3 separate regions of the Zea mays genome follow, and all the other regions are linked to region 1. The links are chromatin contacts, called in public Hi-C maps. All regions are on one chromosome and are shown on one strand. Each heading gives the region's core, a stretch centred on a gene start, on an enhancer-like site or on the middle of the called end of the contact. The rest is flanking DNA. Distances are from core to core; before and after follow the strand shown. Region 1 holds the start of LOC100282078 (myb-related protein Myb4). Region 2 holds the start of LOC103639235. Region 3 holds the start of LOC111590145.

The links. A called contact is a pair of places that touch in the nucleus more often than the background predicts.
Region 2: a contact with region 1 is called in a Hi-C map of ear, with 3 times the contacts expected there. The contact joins the promoter of LOC103639235 here to the promoter of LOC100282078 in region 1. A contact is called at or near these places in 5 of 25 Hi-C or Micro-C datasets (bundle sheath, ear, leaf and 1 more).
Region 3: a contact with region 1 is called in a Hi-C map of ear, with 2.6 times the contacts expected there. The contact joins the promoter of LOC111590145 here to the promoter of LOC100282078 in region 1. A contact is called at or near these places in 3 of 25 Hi-C or Micro-C datasets (bundle sheath, ear and leaf).

What each region holds. Positions count from the first base shown.
Region 1 is chr9:142,266,432-142,269,236 of Zm-B73-REFERENCE-NAM-5.0, reverse strand. LOC100282078 (myb-related protein Myb4) reads right to left here and starts at 1,464. Exons shown (of 3, transcript NM_001154991.2): 1 at 1,154-1,464; 2 at 896-1,025. The coding sequence starts at 1,286.
Region 2 is chr9:142,474,498-142,477,631 of Zm-B73-REFERENCE-NAM-5.0, reverse strand. LOC103639235 reads left to right here and starts at 1,649. Exons shown (of 2, transcript XM_008662003.4): 1 at 1,649-2,129; 2 at 2,590-2,895. The coding sequence starts at 1,792. The coding sequence ends at 2,590.
Region 3 is chr9:142,054,163-142,057,122 of Zm-B73-REFERENCE-NAM-5.0, reverse strand. LOC111590145 reads left to right here and starts at 1,277. Exons shown (of 1, transcript XM_023301063.2): 1 at 1,277-2,248. The coding sequence starts at 1,394. The coding sequence ends at 1,999.

The sequences.
Region 1 (2,805 bases), core at 215-2,714:
TACTTGCTGTCTCAGGCGTCAGCGCGGGATCGGCCGGCTGGCCATGTTGTACGTTTTCGGCCACGCAGTCGTTATTTTTAGCCTACTACTACGGTTTCTACGTCCCTATTCTATTCCAGCAGCGTGCGCCACCCCCACCCCTATTTCGGTAAAATCTTTTATCTAGTACTGTGTACGTACGTGTATATGTATATGGTGTACGTCTCAACTCTCAACCGACCGGGGCAGCCATTGAAAGCCAATTTATGGTTTACAGTCGATGCTCCTGTGCACGGAAACGAGATTTCATCGGAGTAGACCTTTTATTGTCTGTGTTGACTCTTCTAGACAGTCTGTGTCTGAAAGATAATTAGTTGTTTTTTGTCATGAATCATTTAAATTACAATATATGCAATCCTTCTTTTCTCACCTCAAATAAACAAACAAGGATATTATTGTCTTTATGAATAATCTACACTTGTATAATCTAAACTACTAAACAACTACACGTAGATTATAATCTGGATTATATAATTTAGATTACAATTCAGATTATATAATCTATAAGCTAAAACAAACAAGCCCTAAGTAGGCGTGGTACGTACTACGTACTCCCTCGACTGAACCAAAAAAAAAATATCCACTATGTTTATAAAAATCTCCACGTGGTATGTGCTCAAGTAAGTTCATTATAAAATTATTGTATCCATATAACATGTATCGAATATTAATACTCGTATTCTTTTTTTTTTTTACCTACTTGATTTCCGTTACTGCTGGCGTACGCGTGGCGTGCATTATTGATCCCTCGTGCATGTGTAGTAGGAAGGAGCAAGTAGCTAGTATTTTCTAGTCGGATATCAGGTCTCGCTCTCAGTGTTGATAATTAGTACTAGGGAGGGCGAGTGTTAATTACCTGTTTCCAAGGGTGGCGTGGAGCTTGATGATGACGTCCTCTTCCTCCTTGGAGATGTTCCCCCTCTTGACGTCGGCCCGAAGGTAGTTGATCCACCGCAGGCGGCAGCTCTTGCCGCAGCGGAGCAGCCCTGCGGTAAGCAAGATGGAAGATTGTGTACAAGACGGTCGGACCGGAGCTAGGAAGTGACGGCGATGCTGCATGCGGTTGCGGCTAATTGTATACAGTATATATAATAAAGCTTTTGAATTGGTTTACCTGCATTCTTGGGCAGCGACCTCCAGGATCCCTCGCCGTGCTCTGCGATGTAGTTGGCGAGTATCTGGTCCTCCTCCTTCGTCCACCTCCCGCGCTTGAGCCCCACCTTCTCGCAGCACGGCGCCCTCCCCATCGCGCGCGCGACGCCACCACCAGTCACACCGGCCGGGGGCGGCGTATGTTCTCGCTGCCCACTCTCACTCGTGCTCGCTCCCACTACTGCGCACGGCTAGCAGGCAGCAGGGTCGATCGGGTGCGTCCAAGGGAGTTGTTGGTGTCCGTGCGTGCGGGCGGCCGGCCGGGTGACTCGGCTGTGCTCGCTCCTCAGGCCTCAGCTCGCTGGCTAATAGCGAGGCCACGCCACGGCCGGCCATAATATAGTAGCAGCGGCCGGGCTCGCGGGTACACGGAGTAGAGTACGCTAGCGCGTACACGTAACCGACCGGATGCTCCGTTACCTGGGCGGACGGTAAGTGGGGGGAGCGGAGCGAGAGCGAGTAGCTAGCGGGCCGGCACGGCCACGGCCACGGCGGCGCGCGGCCGTACGTGTGGCTGCTGGCGCGGGCACGTGGGCGCGCCCGGCAAAGTGGGCGCCGTGGCGCGAGGCCGCACCACCGTCCGCTCTCGCGGCCTCGCTAGCGACCACGTTGTCTCTCTGCCCCCCCCCCCCCCCCCTGTTTAATTTTGGGCAGGAGTACGACGTACCGGCCTCGGGTCGGCCTGTATAAAATCCATTAACATGTAGTACCATACTACAGTTACTCTCCTCCGCATCAGTAGCTAGGAACGTGCGGTGCTCACTGCTCAGCTCGCTGCTCATCGACGGATCGGAGCGGTTAGTCAGGCGCGTGTGATCTGGTTGCCTTTTGTCCAATCAGTTCATCATCATCAGTCACCACTCACCGCCTCACCGGACCAAGACCCTGATGCACCGTACCTGCAGCTTCTACAAGCCACGCATAAATAATAAAACACATGACGCCGAGGCGGCAGGACGGAGGTAATCCGAGCAGTCAATCGATCACACGCCTGCTGGTCCGAGGCCGGTCGCGGTCGCACGCATATATACACACACTAGCTGTGGCGGTTAGAAGGATCGTTGTATCGTGATCCACCCATTGCTATTAATTATAACACTCCTCCTTTCCCTCTTATTCCAGCGTTTAAGAGCCTAGCTATCGTAGAGAATAACTAGGTATTTGCCCGTGCGTTGCCACGGAAGCTAAAATTAGTATAAAATATAAATATATAACGACAAACGTCACTATGATAAGCAAAATCCATGACAAAATATTACCGAAACAATAATTTTATATTAACGATATAAACATGTAATGTTGATATAAATCTTCCCACTCAAATAGAATAAATTAATGCCGAGAGAACATTATAATAGCACACGAATTATTTTTAAAGAATCAATATAGAAACCGACCTCTAGAGGCCCTTTTGCTAGGGACGATTCTTATCAGCTAGACCATTGATTATGTCAGGTTTCTTCTCAGGCGCGAACAGATATCTCAAAAAACGCTCTGTATGAACATCAAGCACAGAACTCTAAAAAATTGAACGGTCATGTGGGATAAAATCACCAGCAACCGCGTGAAAGTGAAACACGACAGAGGCAAAGAAAAATCATTAGAATCAACTAT
Region 2 (3,134 bases), core at 400-2,899, 210 kb before region 1:
TTACCCAAGCGTCTAAATTAGTGTTGCTCAATAACTTTAGAATTATTTGTACCATCTATCAACTTATTTTCTCTTTTACTTTTGAGAGATGAGTTGTCAAGTGGTGTTATGCTTTAGTTCGTCACCATAATAGTGTAATACTAGCGTTGGGTTGGACTCGGGGCGAATCCACGAGTGGTAGAGAGGGGCAATGCCCCCTAATCCTCCCTAAATTCTATATTATCTACTAATTTCCTTAGGTAATCATCATATAAATAATGTAAAATACCTCCTAACGCCCTTTCTCAATCTAATTTGTCCCTCCCAAACTCTAATCCTGGTTTCACCCCTTGGATTGTGATCCGTGATCGGCGGAAGAGAACCGCTGCTCCCTGCTCCTGTGCCCCAGCCGCTGTCCACTGTCCACCTTCGGACTTTCGGTTAGTTCTCAATCCATATGGATTGAATGAGATTGGGTGAGTTTAAATCTCAAACAAGTCAAAATTTTTCTAAATTTTTTCTAATCCTATCCAATCCATGTATAATGGGAATAACACCTTCGTTCCATGATGGCGGATGCTGCTTTTTCTCTCGAAACCTAGTGGACGCCGAGTAACCTCAGGCCTTTCATCGTTGCTGGCAGCACGAGTTGGAGGTCGACGACCGACACACTCACCTATGTTCCAAAAAAAAGCGTTCATCACGTGCCTTTTTCTGCTCTAAATTTTTATATATATATATATACTTTTTGTAGTTTCAAATAATCTATATGTATTTTAGTTTTACTTATAGACAGAGAAAATGAGAGAGAATATCTATAAAGAGAGGAGAGAGGGGACAAAGGAGCGTCTTCTATCACGATGCTGCAGGCCAGAGGAGGGAACCATCTATACGACATACCATCTCCTTTTATTATAGCAATACCTCTAAGTGTTGAATAGATCCAAAAATTCATGTGGACTTTTTAAAAAGATAAAGATTATTGTACAATAAAGTTTTTCGTGCAACTTGCTATGTAATTAAACTACTAGAAATTATAAAAACCTTTAAAGATATAAATATATTTTACTATTTACTTTACTAACATATCAAATTTTAAGTTCTAATTCATTCTATGTTAAAAGATATAAAAAATTCTACCCGAAATGATAGAATTTTGTTTTTTGGACTGGATATGAAACTCGAGCAAAAAAAACCTTAAATAGCTAATGAAATCACATAAAATTTGTTTGATCTTATCATTAAAAATCGTTACCTTAAAAAGTGTTCTTTTATTATTAGATTACTTTCAAATTTCTCCCGGTTTATAGGAAACAAATAGAATCTTACTAATCAGGTGACTATATTGCTACGACTTTTATATAGTATATTAGTATACTTTGTTTTAATAAAACATAAAAATGTGTGTGTTATGTTGGTTAGTTGGGTGTGGATGTAAAGACGATAAATAAGGTTAAAAAATCTCACATATATGCATAATTTTATGTTGTTTTTGTATAAAATGGGAAAGGTGACGCACCACGATTTTAGGATTTTAGAACTATGGAAATCAGAAAAAAGTGATGCTTTATATAGTAGATAGATAGATAGAGAAGTGAGGTTTAGTTTTACTCTAAAGAAAACGGCGGCCTATCAAAGCTTAAGCATAAACACGAAGCTGGATCGGAAGCCGCCAGCGCTACATCAACACAATACAAAGGTAAAACAAAACGGAAAAGGCAGCGGCGTTTCTCTCCCTCCCTCCCTCCCTCTGCACAAACGCCACGCCGCGAGACTCCCACGCGGTCCGCCCCCGCGTCGTCTGGCCTCGCGATGGCCGCCGCCGCCGACTACGACCGCGCGCACCGCCCGTACGCGGCTCCCGCCCCCGCCGGTGAGTACGACCGCCCCTACCGCAACGAGGTCGTGCCCTACGGTGACCGCCGCATCGACATCATCGTCAAGCCGCCCGCGAGGTCGCCGCCGCCGGTATCCAACAGGGGCGGCGGGGGAGGGGTGGGGTCGGCGTGGTGCTTCAGCGATCCGGAGATGAAGAGGCGGCGGCGGGTGGCCAGCTACAAGGCTTACTCGGCGGAGGGCAAAGTCAAGGCATCGTTCCGCAGGGGATTCCGCTGGATCAAGGCCAAGTGCTCCGAGCTCATCCATGGCTGGTACGGATCACGCCTTCTTCTTCTTCTTCTTCTCCTCCTCCTCCTTCCCCTTTCCCCTTTTATCGGGGTATCCGTTCTTCTTCTCGATATTTTCGGACATAACGGCGATGGCTGCTTTGGTTCCCAAGCATCGGACCTGTCCTTCCGCTGGGTAATGGGACTCTGCACAACAAGTACAGACGTTTTAATCTTCATTGTACTGTTTGTATGGATTATTGGTACGACTGAATGCTAGTCCTTATGCCCCCTCATCATACACCATTGCTTCCTGAAATGGTTTGGGAAGTCACAGGTACATGACACAGATCTGTAGCAGACTACAAGCTCATCAGCACAAGTTGTCATCGTTTTGGCTCACCTCTTAAGCAGCAAGATAGCTTTAGCTCGTTTATCTGATGAAGTGATCATCTGTGATGCACTAGTCGCCTCTAATTTCGTTTTCCCTCTACTTTTTTTTCAGAACCCGGTACCTCGGTGAAATTCTATTGTATTGTATTGGCATGGTGCAAGATGCGGCTACAAAGCGCGAGAGATGGTTGTCTGTTGTTATTTCGCTGATTCGCTCTCAAAATGTGGAAGAGAATTTGTTCTGAGATTGTGTAGAGAACTTTGTTGCCCCCCTGGTTATAGGAAAAGAACTCGATGGAGATCTGCTGAGATTGCTTGTCGCTACCTGCCAATTGCCCCCTAATTCTGTTCAAAAAATGTTTGAAGAAGACTTGAATCCCGGAGAAGAAAAATTCTTTGCACGATAGTACTTTTCTAATATTATCCCCCTGTGCTCATATGCAACTTGGTCGCTGGCCAGGAAAATACAGGCCAGCATGCAACTGCATTTGCTTCGTTTCTTCGTCATTAGCAAATCCCAGAGATGGAGAGACCGTAGCAGATCTTGCGAATTGCGTAGGCGGTCTTTCATGCATTTATTTCGATGAGGAGAGGTCTACACTTAACGCTCTATGATAGGGACATGATCACCTGGATCACGGGAGGGTAAGAAACTTT
Region 3 (2,960 bases), core at 28-2,527, 210 kb after region 1:
AAGCAGTATTCAAAGACCGTGCTTAGGTCTGGAAATTAAACATGTACAGGAGTGAGTTTCCCGAGGCGCTTGCCTATGTACGGATTTGATTTCCTGGTAGGCTGTACTGTCGGCAATAATATGGAGTGAGAAATATTTTGGTATACATCTCATAGACATATGGTACATCAGTACATGCGTTTAGCCAGACCAGAAAATGTTGAGGCCTTTGTAGCCCACAAACCAGAAAAAATACACGTACCAGAAACATGCCCTAAATAATTAATTCCTTTTTTTCGCGTGGATAGAAGATCCAACGTGTTCGTATTTTAGATACTACATATATACAAATTTGAATCGATGAAACCATCACAAACGTCGTCTTAATAACAAAACAAAACGAAGAAAAACGTTGGCGAATCAAGCCTACGAAACCATCTTAATTAGGTCGATCGGCCGGCCCAGCTTTGTTTAATGGTTGATGATTGACTGACTCTGAGGCACAAATCATGGGAGCACGCAGGCACAAGGACGACGTCTGCTACAAAACGCGGACAGGCACGCACCAACCCACATATATACTATGCATGCTATTAGCCGACTTAGTGGCCGTCAACTGATACTCCCTCGTGAACAAACAAACAACAATAATAACGCCACAACGGAGACTTGGATTCTCGTCCAAGCAATTTCATAAGGAACGACTGAGGCCGAGCTGAAAACAAGAGAGAGGGAGCCCCAGCCCCAGCGGCAAAGTGGTCGCACGTCGCCTTCGTCCAAACCGATCGAGCACACCATTCTTTCATAATCAAACTGTCTAATCCCGGCGGCAGCTAATTTGCCTTGGCCTTTCCGAGTTCTTCCGGCGTCGCTGCTATGCTATGCTATGCCCCTGTCACCCCGCCTGTTACGGTCGGAAATCTGCGTACACACTGCCCGCCCGGTTTGTGTCCATGAATATGCGGAGAACAAAATTTGGAAAAAGATACAACAGGGATTTTTGAAACCCCTGTTTGAAGTCGAGGGTCGACGCTACGCTACGCCCGCGACAAATTTCTCGCCGAGTCGAATGGATGCGTTCAGAAACCGGATCGAGACGTAGGGGTACGTGACGGTGCTGCGCGGTGCGCACCGTGTGCGTGTGGGAGACGAGTCAACGCGGTAACGACCCCACCGCGGGGAGGGGAGCGGTTCAGTTCAAACCGAACCCGCCATCCGCTCCACGCCAACTAAACCCCTGGCCCTGGGAGTGGAATGCGACCGGGGGAAAGTTCTTCGCTCCCGCCAACCGTTTTAATACCCCCTCCCCTCCCCTCCCTGTCCGTGTGGCTCGGCTGTGCGCTCTGCTGCCTGCGCGATCGAACACGACCCACCGGGGTGTCTGGGTCTGGGTCTGGGTCTAGGCGAGAGCAAGATGGGCAACCTGGTCTCGGGTGCCGCGGCGGCGAGCGGCGGCGGGAAGGTGGTGATGGCGGACGGCAGCGTGCGGGCGCTCAGCGAGCCGGTGTCCGTGGCGGAGCTCATGATGGACCACCCGCGCCACTTCGTCGTCGACGCGCGCGTGCTCAAGAAGCTTGGCCACCACAACCACCACCACCACCAGCAGCAGCAGCAGAGCGGGGCCAAGGTCGCGCCGCTGCCGGCCGACCACGTGCTCGGCGCCGGCGGGGTGTACGTGCTGCTGCCGGCCACGCGGGGCAAGGTGTCGGCCGAGGAGGCGCGGCGCGCGCTGTCGGCGGCGCGCTCCCTGGCGCGGTCGCGGTCGATGCCCGGGCTCAGGCGGAAGCTTTCGTCGTCGTCGTCGTCCAACAAGGGCCGGGGGCAGCCCGGCGCCGAAGAGCCAGCGCAAGCGCACCGAGAGGAGGACGAGGACGAGGCGGAGGCGGCGAGGCCGGACGGGTTCGAGGAGCACCGGCCGGAGTTCCTCAGCCGGGAGCTGTCCAGCAGGGGGTGGAAGCCCAGCTTACGGACCATCGAGGAGCGCGTCCTGCCCAAGAAGACGCCCCATTGGCTCTTCTGATAAGCTGCATCTCCATTGCCTCCCTCTGATCCACCAGCCGATGATCAAGAAGGTGCTCTGATCAACCTAATCGTCTTCTTCTCTGTCCCAATGCAATGAATGCCTGCTGTGATCATGTACCCTGTCAAACTGCATGTACGGATGGCATGACGTGACCTCCATGTCACAAGCTGATATATAGCGCGACCGGAATTTGCCGTGTAAAATTACTCTACTTATTAAATAGAATCAGAACAGGTGTTTCATAGACTGCCTCGTCTCCATGCTGCCGCTGGCATTACCGCACCTTTTTCACCGCGCCTGTTCTTCAAAGTTCAAACTTTTACGGCCGGTTGTACGATCATGGACGGTACTAGATGTATTCAGACCCTTTTTTTTTTCTTTCTTTCTTTGTGACGAGCAGGGAAATGCCAGGCTCACTTGCGCCTCAATTCAGCCCCGCACGTCAGTTGCTTCCGGAGTCCAGTGCAGGTTTGCTTGGTCCTGAATGCAAGGCTGATGCAACCGCCATGACTCTGCAGCGAACACGGACGGAGCAGTGTGTATGCCGAAAGAGACAGGCGCAGAGCTTTAGCGCTTTTGCTTTGTCTATATACGAACACACTTCTTCTTTTTTAAGTCAAGTTTTAGATACATAATTTTTTTGTAAAAAGAAGCATTCAAATCCCCCCAAAATTTCCCACCCCCAAATTCTTCTAGAAACCAGAGACAAGCAGCGACGCCAGAAGAACGAGCCAACCACTTCGAAGAAACGAAGTCAAATTTTCGCGTTGGACTGGATTTGGTCGCGATTAGAATACCGATCGCCACCTTGCTCCCTTCTGGAGGCTGGCTGGTGTGGAATCCAGCCTTGGGCTCCAGTTGGTTTAACTGGGCTGCGGGCCGGCGGCACACGTAATCGACGATATAGAAGAGATTGAACACGTCCTGGGCTAGCGCCTACCAATGCAAGCCTGGGCTC